Regions from separate parts of the Mus musculus genome. Here all the other regions are linked to region 4. Evidence: chromatin contacts called from public Micro-C and promoter capture Hi-C data. All regions are on one chromosome and are shown on one strand. Each heading gives the region's core, a stretch centred on a gene start, on an enhancer-like site or on the middle of the called end of the contact. The rest is flanking DNA. Distances are from core to core; before and after follow the strand shown.

Region 1 (3,593 bases), core at 313-2,812, 740 kb after region 4:
TTCTGGGAGCCAGAGTCGCTATGGAGACAAAACTGAATCCTATTACCTATGGGTCCTCTATTGGGAGCAAGGGGGAAAGAGGGAACTGTGTTTTAAGGACACCAGAGGTACTGTAACTAGGTCTTGTTTGTGGGTCGAGGAGGAAACAAAATAAAAGAACTAATTATCTAAAGCAAGTAGTACCCACAACACAGGCACTATCTATGTCTGTAGTATGGGAGTCAAATGAAGTGCATGTTTACGTGTGTGGTGTGTGTGTGTGTGTGTGTGTGTGCATGTGTGTGTACAGTGAACAAAGTCTCAGGCCATAGAAGCAAAATCTTGGAGCCCTGGAAATGCCCTATACAGGAGTGAAACATTTTATTTAGAAGTCTATGAAAATCTAATAAAAATATAGATTCTTTGGAAAGTATAATTGTTATCGCCTCGCAGCCTTTTGGCTAAGATCAAGTGTGAAAGATATAATTGTTTCTTTTATGCACGCGTGTGCCTGAGCATGCATGTGTGCACTCTGTCAGTGTAGCACTGAGAAGAGCCACAGTTTACCGGGAACTAGCATCACAGGCCGTGATGAGCCACCCAGTGCCAGTATTCAGAGCTGAACCTAGGCTTTCTGGAAGAGTCATGAGTGCTTGTAACTGCTGGGCCATTTCTCTGGCCCCCAGGAAATAATTGATTTCGAATACATTTAGAAATTCCTTTAGACACTTCCCCTAAATTTGTAGAAACCCTGGTATTTTCCGTCCCTAATTCACAATCCCTACAAGATAGAGAAAGACCAGGCCTCCTGGGAATGCATTGTATTACTGACTCTGATCCAGAGACCCGAATAGTCGAGAGCTGTGGTTCAGCACCAAGGGCAGAGGAGGCAGCAGTAGCTGCTTGGCCCCCTTTCTATCTTGAAGTGGGAAAACTGGTTAGAGATGAGACAGTTGGGACATGGACTTTTCCATGTGAGATCACATGAACAGTATGCAGCTGTTGTTACTGTCTGAGTGCAATTAACTGGAAAGTCTGTGTGATAGTTACCCATCAGGCTGAATGCTACTCAATGAGACAGAATAATCAAGTTTCCATGTAGACGTAAAAGCCCAGGTTAGTGCTGTATAAAGAATCTGCTTTTATCTTGATTCCCCCCCCCCCCGCCCCGGAGTAGCCCTGAAAGTAATTTTTTGTTGTTGTTATAATTCTTCACTCTAGATTAGACTGAAACAGAGTCTCAGAAACTCGGCTGGAGATGAGCTAGCTATAGTCTGAGCTGTTATTTTTTCAGCTCCTCGTCTCCTTTTTGGGTGCTGAGGATTGGAACTAGGGCCCCATCCATTCTAGATAAGTCCTTGATCACTAAGCGATAGCCTCAACCCTATTCCGTTTGAAATTTGACTCTGGAAGCTCATAAACGTGGACAGCCAGCAGGGAAAGCAAGCGTCAGATTCTATCGTGAGTTCAGAAGTGGAAGCCTCTGACCTCCGCCCCTTGCTGAGATGAACCTGAGAAGGGTGAGTCCCTTAGGCGTAGCACTGGGTATTTATCAGTACTTTTCCCCCTATTGGATTTTCAGATTATATCAGAATTCCTCCTGGGAATGCTGGCTTCTTGCTCAGTGCCCTGAAGTTTCTCTGCAATGAACTGACAAATCGGAACCATGGTGCAAAAGAAGTTCTGCCCTCGGTTACTTGACTATCTCGTGATCGTAGGGGCGAGGTAACCAAGAAGACCAATAACTGTCTTGTTCTCTGTGGCAGCCACAATGTCTTGTTACTCCCAGACCTTATTTCCATGTTGCTTTGAATATCTTATTCTGTCCTATTGCTTTATGTTCTTGTTACATGTTTTGTGTTCCACTTTATGTATGCTATCTCTCATAAATAAATACATGCTGCCGGGCGTGGTGGCTCACGCCTTTAATCCCAGCACTCAGGAGGCAGAGGCAGGCAGATTTCTGAGTTTGAGGCCAGCCTGGTCTAAAGAGTGAGTTCCAGGACAGCCAGGGCTACACAGAGAAACCCTGTCTTGAAAAACCAAAATAAATAAATAAATAAACAAACAAATGCTGTTATTTTAACTCATACTTTATGGGTTTCGAGCAAATATATTCTTTATAGCCCGTTTTCATAGTCTGTCAAAAGGGGAAAGCACTCTGTACTTCTCTGTCTACCTAGATTCCTAAGGTAATCTTTTAGCTAAGGTGCTGATCATCTTGAGGTGCTAGTGATGATTTTCTTGTTGAAACTTTCAGGATAGTGTCTTCATGACAGTGTGGACTTCAGTCTGTCAGTTAAACTCTTTCCTAAAGTGCCTTTGAGCTTCATCTGTTGATTGTGGTTCAAGTGTGATAGCATGTTCCATGCTGTTGGGTTGCTGAGTGTGCCTTTATGTCCTTCAGGCACCCAAGCAGTGACAGTGTGGCTCAGACTCCTGAGCTGCTGCGGAGGTACCCACTAGAGGATCACCCAGAGTTCCCCCTGCCCCCAGATGTGGTGTTCTTCTGCCAGCCAGAAGGATGTCTGAGTGTGCGGCAGCGGCGGATGAGCCTTCGGGACGATACCTCTTTTGTCTTCACCCTAACCGATAAGGACACCGGAGTCACCCGCTATGGCATCTGTGTCAACTTCTACCGTTCCTTCCAAAAGCGAATGCCAAAGGAAAAGGTGGAAGGCGGAGCAGGACCCCGTGGGAAGGAAGGCGCTCACACCTCTGGTGCCTCAGAAGAGGCTGCCGCTGGGAGCTCAGAGAGTGGCTCAACCTTGCAGCCGCCTAGTGCTGACTCCACTCCTGACGTAAACCAGTCTCCTCGGGGCAAACGTAGGGCAAAAGCGGGCAGCCGCTCCCGCAACAGTACCCTGACATCCCTGTGTGTGCTTAGCCACTACCCTTTCTTCTCTACCTTCAGAGAGTGTCTGTATACTCTCAAACGTTTGGTAGACTGCTGTAGTGAACGGCTGCTAGGCAAGAAACTGGGCATCCCTCGAGGTGTACAAAGGTACGGTTTGCTGCTTGTGCTTGGGAGAACATTAAGAGATTGATATTACTTCGTGAGAGGAAAAGAAATTTCCTCTAGGGCTGGAGAGGTGGTAAGAGCACTGACCGCTCTTCCAGAGGTCCCCAGTTCAATTCCCAGCAATTACATGGTGGCTCACAACATTCTGTAATGGGGTCGGATGCCCTCTTCTGGTGTGTCTGAAGACAGTGATAGTATATATAAAATAACTCACAGATATAAAATAAATCTTTAAAAAAAAAAAAGGAAGGAAGGAAGGAAAGGAGGGAGAAAGAAAGAAAGAAAGAGAGAGAGGGAGAGAGGGAGGGAGGAAGGAAAGGAAGGAAGGAAGAAAGAAAGGAAGGAAGGAAGGAAGGAAGGAAGGAAGGAAGGGAGGGAGGGAGGGAGGGAGGGAGGGAGGGAGAAAGAGAGAGAGAGAGGGAGGGAGGGAGGAAGGAAGGAAGGAAGGAAGGAAGGAAGGAAGGAAGGAAGGAAGAGAAATTTCCTCTTCAGCTCCTTTAGGACTGTTTAAACTATTTACTACCAATGTAAAATTGCTGAGCTTGGACCTCGCACTGTAGCTGTATTTCTGAAATGCTGAGGAGTTTGATGT
Region 2 (3,519 bases), core at 502-3,001, 670 kb after region 4:
GACCTCATTAGCCTATAGTCAACGAAGATCCCTAGACACAGAACAAACTGCCCCCCAAGTTCCACTAGCTCTCCACCTTGTTTCCTCTTGAGTCAGCCCCACTTATCCAGAATGGCTTGCCAGCCAGATAGGGTGGTGGGGAGCAGTAATTATAAATCATTGAGCCATCCAGGACCTGGGGGGCCCTGCCTACTCCAGTCTCCTGCTCCCGGCTCCCAGGAGAGCTGCCCCCAACCCGTTCCTTCTCCCTGGCCCCAGAACAGAGCAGGCTGTGTGTGCAGTGCTGGCACAGCTCCCTCAGGCCTCACAGAGCAAACACTAGCTGGAGCCCCAGGCACAGGCAGGCCCGGCACCCCGGCTTCATCGAGCTCTTGGGGTGGACCTGGCACCTTGGGCCCTGTTGAGGAGGATTGGCATCTTGTGCCTCCTGACATTAGCAGAGACCCACATCTGAGTGAACACATCCTACCACAGCAAGAGGTCAGAGAGCAAGAACAGGTAGTTAAAATCTTTCCAGCCCAGGCTCTCCACTTAGCCTGTCAGAAGGCTTCTGGGACACTGGCAGGGTCTCTTCCCAGCCGCTAGTGCTGAACTGGGAGTTCTGGGCTTCAGGACAGAGCCCACTCTCCCCACCTGAGCTCCAAAGGTTTCTGCCTTGTTCCTTTCTTACACATAAGCCAGCCCCCACCCTTTTCCAGTAGCTGGGGACACAGGCCTGGAAGAGAGCAAAGCTATCCTGCCCAGCCCAGTCCTGTGTCCTGAGTCACAGGCTGCGCCCAAGGGCTTCCCCAGCAGCCTCTCCCAGTCAGCCTGTAGACTTGGATTTAGAGGTGCAGGAGGGTCTGGCTGCTGAACCAGAGAGGGGCGCTTAAAATCAAGAGACTGGCACAGTCTTTTGGAAGGATGGGGGAGGGGGTGGCTCAAAGAAAGGGGGAGGAGGCAGAGCCAGGGAGGGGCATAACAAAGGGGCACTTTTGGAAACCCGACCTGCCGGCTGAGGTGCCTGCTCGCTGATGACGCACTCCTAACCTCCACACCAAATCACAGAACTCAGGGGCTGCCGGTCTTTGGCCTCCACCCTTATAGACAGCGCCACCCGACAAACCACCTCCGGATCCCAGAAGGCTCGGTGTTGAACAACTCCAAGCCGGTGGAGCCAGCCACAGGATAGGCATAGCCAGGCCTAGACATGGAGGCTCTAGGACTTCTTGGACAAACTTGTTGAACTTGGTCTCGGTGGGGAGGTGGGGCCAGCTGGTTACTGCAGCGGGGAAGGGGCGCTGCCTACTAGGGTTAGCCATACAGATAGTGGCGCGAAGGGGCGGGGGGCGGGCTTTTTACAGAGGCCCCTTCTAGGACTTCAGAACGGGCGCAAGGAGAGCAGTTGGGGACCCTCTAGGCACCCTGAGAGATGATTTGCTCCTCCAGCTGGACGCCCCATTTCCCCTGGCTGGCCTGAAGAAACGCCTAATTAGCGTAGGAGATGAGATGGCCTTGCGCTCAGTGGCAGCCAATGGCCGGGGTCTCCGGCGCGGGAGTCCGTCCCATTGCCAACTTCAGGAGTCGAAGGACCAAAGAGCAAGCTAGAGCCACCATGCCGCCGCCGTGCCCCCCAGCTCCCCCTCCAAAGCACTCACCGTGTCCTCTCAGGGGCCCTCGGTGGGTTAGGGGGATCTGGCCACGCTCAGTTCGGAGTCCTACCACTCCCGGGTCCGGGCCACCGCCTCCTGGAGCGCTTCGGGCCCTCCCCCGGGAAGCCCGGCCCCCCGGGCCCGCCCTCTCCGCGGAGCCGCCGCCCCAACCCCACCGACAGCATCCCCGCAGCGGGGACTGCAGGCATCCCTGCGCCAGGTGGCTCGGGATGCGAGCCATAGGATCTGCTCCCCGGGTGCAGAGAAAGCTGGAGCCAATAGTCTAAGGAGGTGCAGCGAGGCTACCAGAGAGCTGTGAGCTTTGTCGCTCTCCGACCTTTCCAGAGACTAGGAGGCCGGTGGGAATGAGCGGGAACTTGCACACTAATCATTAGGGTGGAATTCGGGGACAAAACTGAGGGGGCATTCTTTGCTGAGAGCACCTAGAAAGTTAGAGGTTAGCTACAGGGAGACAGATTCATAACCACCCACTCCTTGTAACCTTGAATGAGGGTTAGAGATACCTTCAGCGGTTATCTGCCCAAGATCTCTAGTCCGGCCGAAGCGAGACTAGAAAAGCCATGCCTACCTAGAGCAGCTCTGCTTGCAGCTTTAGCGCGCATTCCGAGACCTGAGACAAACACGCGGTGGGAGTGGGACAAAAAAACACGAACTCCTCCCCCTCCGTGTTCACGGTTTCAGATTTTCTATCTCAACATATCTTTAAATCCCTTGGTCTCACCTCCTAGTTCAATGTAGACTTTTTCCGAATCGTCTCGATGCCACCCCACCCTAAATAGATCCCTTCTTCACTGCTCCACCCCCAGCCTCTCGGGATTTCAGAGCTTGTGGGTCTGTTATTTATATTCACTGGAGCGGTCCAAGAATGTTCTGAGGCTGACCTAATCTCCACCTGCTCGGCTTCTCCGCCCCTCCTGCTCTCTCCTGAGCCGGGTGACCCCGCAGCGGTGCCCCTGACCCGAGAGACAGGAGGGAACGCGGGCCAGCGGGGTCCCAGGCCTCTGGTGCTCAGGGGTCCTGGAGTCACAGTTCGCTCCGGGTTGGAGAGCCCAAGGGACCGCCCCTTAGGGGACCGTGCGCGCTCTGGGAAGCAACCGGCCTAGCTGCTCTCTATCCAGCACGCACATTTCCAACCCAGCCCCCTCCACGCCCTTAGAAGTGTGAGTACGTGCGCGCGCGGATTTTTTAAAAGACAACTTTAAAAATAACAAAATCGTGTTGTTTCTAAATCTGGAAGGAATCACTGACGTGTGTTCTTTGCTCAGTAGAGTCCACTCACAAAATGGGAAGAGGGGCGGCTGAGGATAACAACGGTAACTTAGGAGTGACACCAGCTGCTGGGGGCTGACTTAGGAGCGTGAAATGGTCTCCTTTAGTTGCCTGTGTTGTCTCAAAGACGAGCATCACCCGTGGCCTGAGGACTCTGGCCGCGCGCGTTGTAGCAAATCTCAAATAGGAGATTTGAAACCTGAGGATGTGGTTTCTGAAACCAATTTCAACTCCCACTCTCTTAAGGCTTGGGCAAATCTTTTCTCTTTATCTTTTTCTGCCTCTATAAAACCTGACAGGTAACCCAGCTGACCTACCACTGGGCCGTGTGCCCCAGTTAATTAATGATTGTTAAACAACTGCAAATGAGAGGGGCTTGGGAAATGTCTAATCACAGCCATGGTGCTTTGCATTATTTGGAATCAGTTAACATCGCACCTAGCGCCTGGGGGCGTTTAGGCACCTAGACAGAAAGTGTGAAAATACAAGAATGAAATTAATTACAGAAGCGGCCTATTAAAACCTCATTAAAAATAAAGTTGGCAGCTAGGCTCTGGGATGTGGGGATGTCAGGATACGGAGGCTCAGGATAGGAGGC
Region 3 (3,862 bases), core at 1,217-3,716, 690 kb after region 4:
AATATCGCTCCTTGAACCAAAAGCTGGCATTCTCTTTGGTTTGCTTGTTGTTATGTTTGCTTTTGGGTTTTACTATTATTTACTTGTTTGCTTGGTTTGAGACAGGGACGCACTGTGTAGCTTAAACTGGTCTGGAACTCACAGTGCTGCCCAGGCTAGACTCAGACTCAAAACATTTTTCTGTTTTAACTTGGGTGGGATTGCAAGTATAAGCCACCACGTCTGATTAAGAGAATACCAGTATAGACAGTGGTGTCTCACACCTTTGATCCCAGCACTCAGGAGGCAGAGGCAGGTGGATCTCTGTGGAGGCCAGCCTGACTACAGACTGAGTTCTAGACCACCCAGGGCTATTGGTGATATGCTCTCTCAAGCAACAACAAAAAAGACACATGAAGCACACCAAAACAAAGTGTAAAAATAAAATAGATGACCATTCTGATCATTACAGGCTAACAAAACCCCGAAGTGGACCTATACAAACTCAAGTGATTTATTTTCCCTCATAATCTTCCTAGTTAATATCTTACAACTTTTTTAGGATTCTTTTTTGTTGTTGTTGTTGTTGTTTTGTTTGTTTGTTTTTCGAGACAGGGTTTCTCTGTGTAGCCCTGGCTGTCCTGGAACTCACTCTGTAGACCAGGCTGGCCTTGAACTCAGAAATCCGCCTGCCTCTGCCTCCCAAGTGCTGAGATTAAAGGCATGCGCCACCACTGCTGGGTTTACTTATTTCTTTGTTTTGTTTTCCCAGGGTTTCTCTGCAGCCTTGGCTATTTATTTACTTATTTAGGTTTTCCAGACAGTGTTTCTCTGTAGCCTTTGCTGTCCTGGAACTAGCGCTGCAGACTAGACCTACTTCTGCCTCCTAAGTGCTGGAATTAAAGGCATATTCCACCACTGACCAGCTTGTAATTTTTTTTTTTTTACTTATGTGTATACATGTTTCTTTATGTGCTTATGTGTATATATGGCTGCATCTGCCTGCAGAGTCCAGAAAAGGGTGTCTGGTCTTCTGGAGCTGGAGTTACATATAGGTATTTGTGAGCCACCTGCCTGGGTACTGGGAACAGAATTCAGGTCCTCTGAAAAAGCAGCAAGCTCTCTTAGCCATTAAACCATCTCTCCAGCCACTAAGCTACAATTCTTAATTTAAGCACATCTTAGGACATCCCCATTATTGGTGCTGGGTTCAGCTTTTTATTTTCTTCTAGAGCATCATTTTAATTTAAAATAAAATTAAACTACATTAAAACATATAAATTTTACATATGTTTATGTAAGTATCATCTTCATAAGGAATACATTACTTTTGACACACACATATTGTATTCTTTAAATTGGGTTAGGCACATCTTCTCAGATATCGTTTGTGGTGAAAACATTCAAAACCTTTCTACCTTTAGAAAATATACAGCAAACCCATTGTCTGCTGTCACCTTGCTGTGCAATAGCATGCCAGATTTTCTCACTCTTTTTCTTTTTTAAAGATTTATTTATTATTATAAATAATTACACTGTAGCTGTCTTCAGACACTCCAGAAGAGGGAGTCAGATCTCATTACAGATGGTTGTGAGCCACCATGTCGTTGCTGAGATGTGAACTCAGGACCTTTGGAAAAGCAGTCAGTGCTCTTAACCGCTGAGCCATCGCTCCAGCCCCAGATTTTCTCACTCTTATCTGATCCTTACAAGATATCAGTGTAGTCCAGGCAAACTCTTCATGCCTCAGCCTCCTCAGTGTTGGGAATTACACAGAGCCTGCCACCATAGATACAGCTCTTTTCTATAGTATGAGGTAAAATACATTCATCTGTAAAGCGAGAGGAAAGAATCAAATGCTAAGGCTGTGATTGGGTAATCAGAGGCACTTTTTTTTTTTTTTTAAGATTTATTTATTTAATACACTGTCATTTCAGAAACACCAGAAGAGGGCATCAGATCCCAATACAGATGGTTGTGAGCCACCTTGTGGTTGCTGGGAATTGAACTCAGGACCTCTGGAAGAGCAGTCAGTGCTCTTAACCACTGAGCCATCTCTCCAGCCCTAGAGACACCTATTATTAATGGGGGAAATGAGAAATATTTAGCCACACTTGAATCTTTGCTCTTTTTAAGACATAAACTACCTACTTTTATCTGTCTCTGTCTCTCTCTCTCTCTCTTTGTTGTTCTTCGAGACAGGGTTTCTCTGCGTAGGTCACCGGATTGCTGGAACGTGTACACCAGGCTGGCCTGAAACGCCGCCTGGCTCCGCCTCCAGCATGCAGGGTTTACGGCCAGCGCTCCCTCCTCAGGTTCAAATAATCGGCTTTCTTCAGATCCAGCACAAGCCAAGGCCCAGCTCCTAGGGAGTTAAAATAAAAAACCCTCCCTGTGAGCTGCACACGTTACTCCGGAAGAGGAGGAGCGGCCGGGGGCGGGCCGTGCCCGAGGGGTTGGGGCAGTCCGGGGCAGTTCCGGGGGCAAGACAGCCCCCTACTGTGGCAATCCCGAGGGGGCGGGGCAGTTCCAAGGGGCGGGACAGCCCTGAGGGGACGGGGCGGGGCTAAAAGTAAAGCAGCCCGGAGGAGCGTTTGGCGCGAAGGTGTCTTAGCTGCGCTACCTGCGACGGCGCTGCCTCATACGTAGTCCCTTCCTGTTTTCTCCACGGAGGCTTTTCCACTCCTTGCTTCGTTATTTTGCCACAGAGCTTGATATCTCTTCACCGAGTACGTCATGGCTCCCAAGAAATGCCCAGAAACCCAGAAGTCCCCCGACGTTGCGGTGCTCCTCAGGAGCAAAAGTCGCAGAGGTCCTCAGGAGCTGGAGCCCGAAGCCAAGAAGCTGCGTGTGCAGGGTCCCGGTACGGCCTGTGCTGCTGCCTTAGCTTTCCGGGGGTTCAGGGTGCTCGCGCCAGAGGCTGAAGCTGGGGTGGTGGGTGCTTGTGCCTGGGCTTCTGAAGCAGTTCTTGGCTTCTGTCGCCTCAGGCTGTGATTTTATTTGGGAGATCGAGGGTTCGAACCCAGGCCTCCAGTTCTCTCAGCAAGTGGGCTGCCACTGAGCCACACGCTGCCGACTGGTTTTATTGGCCAGTTCATTGACAGCAGAGAGTTTTAAGTTGAACAGCCCCCCCACCTCTACCCCAGGTGACAGAAAGAGTCAGATGAGTGCCATCACCGTAAAAGCCACAGTCCCCACTTTCCTTGTTCCAGAAGTTTTACACATCTACTGTTTCAAAGTAATCCTCCCTTTCATAGCCTCTCGGTTATGTTAGCTCTGAGAGTCTGAAATTCCCTCCCTCCTTTCTTCAGAAAGCGCATTCTCAGAGGTTTACCAGGACTTGAACCTGGGGCTATAAGGAATGTGATAAATTGATAAGAGTGGTTTTAGCCATGAAAAGAAAGGAAAGTTGTCAAGAGAAAAAAAGGACTTATAGATTGGGTCCACCAGAAGGGCTTGGTAATTCAGAGTTGTTTTATTTATTTGTTTGTTTGTTTATTTATTTATTTATTTATTTAGTTTTTCGAGACAGGGTTTTTCTGTGTAGCCCTGGCTGTCCTCAGAACTCAGAAATCCGCCTGCCTCTGTCTCCCAAGTGCTGGGAATAAAGGCGTGTGCCACCATTCCCGGCTTATTTTTATTATACTCTGATTTACCTCTCTTCCTTGAAGCCACCTAATCAATTTGGAACTTTTCTAAACCTTACTGCATTCTTCTGGTTTCCACTCAAGTAATGGTTGCTCATGACATTATTTAGTATTTCTTTAAATACAGAGTCTTGCTCTATAGCCCAGGCTGGCCTCCAATCCAAGTATGCTGCAGCTTCTGAGTGCTAGGATTACAGTTATACACCACTGTATTTGGATAGCTCTTATTTTATTTT
Region 4 (3,622 bases), core at 711-3,210:
CAGGGCAGGGCTTCTCCCACAAAGGAGCAAAGGGAGGGAGATACTGCCTGTCTCCGTGGTCCCAGGTTGCCACAAAGGTCCCTTAGGTTCGGCCAGGGTTTCGAGGATGAAAAACTTTAGGGCGTCGGGATTCCACCCGCACCCCGCAAGGCACCCATCAAGGAACGTGTAGGTGGGAAAACGAGTGCGAGTTGTGTTTGTGTGTGACTACTCGGGAGCTCGAGTAGACACTAGTAGCTGTTTGCATGTGCCAGTGTGCGCCCCGCCACGCCTGGATACCGGTGCGCCTTTGAACGTGTGAGCATACCAGCGCCATGTGGACACGTGCGTGTGCATGTGTGTGCGTGTCTGGCCATAGAGCTTGGGTGGCCGTAACCGCGAATTTGTGTGCGGGAGCAAATGCTGGACTATCAGCGAATGACCAGTTCCCATGGCGGGAACCACCGGCAAGCGCCCGGTCTGTGGGTGGGGAAAGGGTTGAGAAAGGAGCAAAATTTGGGCTGCGAAGAAACCCTGACTTTGGAACCATTATCTTAGTGGCCCCAGGCACCTGGTCCTAACTGCATCGTCAAGAATGGAGAGCGTGCAGTCCCAGCAGTGGGCTGACTTCTGTCGAGAAGCCTCTGCGATAGTCGTCGAGCCGTGAGGGTCACCGAGCTCAGTTTGATGTGCCCTACGCATTGAGGGCAGGGGTAGAGCCTCCAAACGGGGAGCCCAGTCGAGGCCTGGGTCAGGAGGGTAAAATTGTTCTTCACTCTTCAACCCGCAACCCCTGGAGAGGCCCTGTCTAGTCCTGTCAGTCAAAATAGGCACCGAGTTCCCAAGCTGTGGGCTCAGGTCTATCTCAAAGACAATCTCGGGGCTTACCCTTGGGCCCATCTCCCGGCTCCATCACGTCTGGGTCCTGGTCGAAAGGGCCAAGGTTCTCCGATGCCCCGCCCTCCCATCAACCCCCAGGCACGCAGTTCCTGTAGTCTCTGGGCGTGGGCAATGTGCTTCCGCGGGTTCTCGAGCCCCTACCCCTGCTGGGGACAAGTCGGGAAAGGGTGCTCTGGGCGCCCGTGGGGTAGATTTTCGATTATTAAGTGATCACTTCAGGAAAGCTATGGCCCCCAGGACTGTTCCTGAGGCGGAGAGAAGCCTCTGTACTTTAGGGGAAGAGAGAGGGGTGCTGGATATTGGGCCAAATCATTGTGCCTAACACTTCCTCTAAGAGCTGGGAGGGTGGAGGGCTGGGAGATGTATCTCCCCGGATGAGTAAAAGAGAGGGTACTCCTGGAGAGGGGGAAGGGAAACAGGAGAGAACAGGGGTGTTTTCCGTCGGGGCTCAAGGTCGCGGACAGAGGACTCCAACGGGCTAGAGCGTACTGGAGGCTCCCGGTGGGCCAAGGTGGGAACGGAGGGCAGGGAGACGGGCGGGAAACGGGCGCTTTGGGGCTTCATCTTCCGGCGCCTTGAAGAAGAGCCAACGGGAGGGAGTGAGGGAGTGTGGGTCCTGACCCGACGGCTGCTCTGCTTCGGGGTTGGGCTGTGGGCTGGGACTATTCCTCCCCTAGCCTTCTCAATGATCACCAATCCCTAGAGGTTCACCTAGAGAAACCTTTTAGAGACCTGGGGTCCTTCTTCCAGAGGGGTGCCCCATCTCTGAGCTCTCCGCCCCTTCCGCACCGCGCTTGCCTTTCAAAGGGGTCTGGGGCCCTGTTCCAGCCCGACCCACCTCTGGAGACCTTCAGGGGGTCCCAGAACCCTACATCCTCATCTTGCATAGAAGCCCCCCGCCCCCGCGATTCCGCGGAGTTACTCACCCGCTGCTTCTGTCTTGCTCCGCTGGCGCCGGACAGACGGCGGAACTAGCCAGAGGCCCTGCGAGTCGGTGGGGTGGGCGACTGGGCCGGGGGCCGGGGGCGGGGACAGGGTGCCAAGGGGCGGCCCCTGCTTCGCCTGCAGCTCCCGGCGCTGTGGCTCCGACTCGCGCTCACGCTCGCACTTTTCTCCGAGCCGCGTGATGTCACAGGGAAGCAGCCAATCGTGGTGGGGACGCACCGCCCGCCCGGGGCCGGTCACCCAGCGGCGACGCGCGGGGGTCACCACCTGGAGTGTCAGGCACCCTTGATGCTCACACCCTTCCCGGGAGATGGCCCGCAACTCCGGACTCCAGCACCGAGGGCACCGCCCACAGTCGCCAGGGAGGATTAGCCTCCGGCTCTGCCCTCCGGGGGGTGGGGTGGGGGCTGTCCGCGTTGTCATGGGGACTAGGCGCCCCCTCGCGGGCTGGGGAAGAACCAGGCGGCCAAGCTTGGCTATGAGCCCCGCCTCCGCCCTAACCACGCACTCTGGACACCGAAGTGTTTTCGAACCTCTCCACGGCTTGTAGCCCCTTCGTCGTTCCGCCTGAGGTTAAATCCTGGTCTTGAGGGTTTGGCCCCAACAGGCCCCTGGTGTGCGGCGGGGCAGATCTAGCAACGTGCTTCTGTCGGGACAGAGCGCTGCCTGATAGCCGCTGGACAGCCAAAAGACTGCAGCCGTCGGGGCCTGGGGAAGAGCAGGTGAGACTGGACAGGCGAGCATCTACCCTGGCTAAAGATCTTGTCACTCTCCACGCCCGGGAAGGGACGCGCATTAGCTGTGAGACTGAAGATGGCACGAGTCTCCTATCCAGCCGCGAATGAGTTCATCGCTGCCTATGTGGGGAAGCCAGGTGCCCAAGGTCACCTGGGACAGAACAGGCCATGAAGGAAAGTCCAGTCTCCTAGACCTCCCGCAACAGTACTAGGCTAAGGCCCAAAGTAGGCAGGTTCAGCACCTCGGACAGCCCCACACGTCCTTGGTGCGAAGGCCAGTTGCTCAGATCAAGCACCCGCCAGCCAGGGTTGAATGCACCCCTTCGCGCCCGGGGTCCTGAGTACCGGTCACCCACAAAGCTTCTTGAGTGTCAACAGCCAATTAACTTTAAGCCGGCTGACTTCTTGGAAAAACCACCTGAGTCTCAGCTCTCCTCTACTCTCCTGCAAGGGCTGGTAGGGGCTCCTGGGGACAGTGGTAGTGGTAGGGATAGCTTTGTAACGACAGAGGAGTTAGGAACAGAGAATGAATGAGTGGAGACTTGAGCTAGAGTCCGTGAGAGAAGGCTCCTGGTTCAGGTTTCTCCATGCTGAAGAGAGGGACGTCAACATTGGACAAAGTTGAGGGCAGGCTAGTGTGAGAAGCCATCTTCCCTCCCATGGGCGCTTTGGTCTTCCATGATCCTCTGAAGGAAAAAATGAAGGAAGTGCTATTGTTCTTGCCCCCACTTCACAGGAGAGGAGAGGCTCAGTTGTTACCGACATCTTCCACTTTACCATATCCCCCTCCCTGGGGGCCAGGAGCAGGGTGCTCTTGGGAGAGTGAAAGTGTTGTGTGTATGGGAGAGGGCAGAATGTTAAGCCGTCAAATGAGGAGACTTGTTAAGGACAGGAGGGTCCAGAAAACAAAAACGCCTCCAACCACGGGCAAAGCCAATGCAATCTGTGAAGCCTGGGCCTTTACCTCACCCACCTACATCTCAGAGCTCACGGGTGAACTCTGGAAAGCTGAGCTGGAACTAGGGGACCCAATTTAGTCTCTCTGCTTTCTTTGTTCTAAC

What was found. Promoter capture Hi-C pulls out the DNA fragments that hold promoters and counts their contacts. Hi-C and Micro-C count contacts between places; a contact is called where the count stands out from the background.
Region 1: a Micro-C map of embryonic stem cells shows a contact between it and region 4, with 2.4 times the contacts expected there. The contact joins the promoter of Madd here to the promoter of Chrm4 in region 4. A contact is called at or near these places in 1 of 39 promoter capture datasets (embryonic stem cells) and 1 of 484 Hi-C or Micro-C datasets (embryonic stem cells).
Region 2: a promoter capture Hi-C map of the HPC-7 cell line shows a contact between it and region 4, with 2.3 times the contacts expected there. The contact joins the promoter of Pacsin3 here to the promoter of Chrm4 in region 4. A contact is called at or near these places in 7 of 39 promoter capture datasets (the HPC-7 cell line, cranial neural crest, embryonic stem cells and 3 more), 2 of 484 Hi-C or Micro-C datasets (both in embryonic stem cells) and 1 of 9 other capture datasets (pancreatic islet).
Region 3: a contact with region 4 is called in a promoter capture Hi-C map of liver, with 2.4 times the contacts expected there. The contact joins the promoter of Ddb2 here to the promoter of Chrm4 in region 4. A contact is called at or near these places in 2 of 39 promoter capture datasets (both in liver), 2 of 484 Hi-C or Micro-C datasets (both in embryonic stem cells) and 1 of 115 datasets of contacts at active chromatin or transcription factors (pancreatic cancer cells).

Annotation. Positions count from the first base shown.
Region 1 is chr2:91,177,290-91,180,882 of GRCm38.p6, reverse strand. It overlaps Madd (MAP-kinase activating death domain), which reads left to right and starts at 1,562. Exons shown (of 35, transcript NM_001177720.1): 1 at 1,562-1,704; 2 at 2,387-2,983. The coding sequence starts at 1,646.
Region 2 is chr2:91,255,045-91,258,563 of GRCm38.p6, reverse strand. It overlaps Pacsin3 (protein kinase C and casein kinase substrate in neurons 3), which reads right to left and starts at 1,751. Exons shown (of 11, transcript NM_001289678.1): 1 at 1,638-1,751.
Region 3 is chr2:91,235,670-91,239,531 of GRCm38.p6, reverse strand. It overlaps Ddb2 (damage specific DNA binding protein 2), which reads left to right and starts at 2,466. Exons shown (of 10, transcript NM_028119.5): 1 at 2,466-2,842. The coding sequence starts at 2,716. It overlaps A330069E16Rik (RIKEN cDNA A330069E16 gene), which reads right to left and starts at 2,386. Exons shown (of 2, transcript NR_015464.1): 1 at 2,131-2,386; 2 at 1,175-1,810.
Region 4 is chr2:91,920,527-91,924,148 of GRCm38.p6, reverse strand. It overlaps Chrm4 (cholinergic receptor, muscarinic 4), which reads right to left and starts at 1,960. Exons shown (of 2, transcript NM_007699.2): 1 at 1,806-1,960.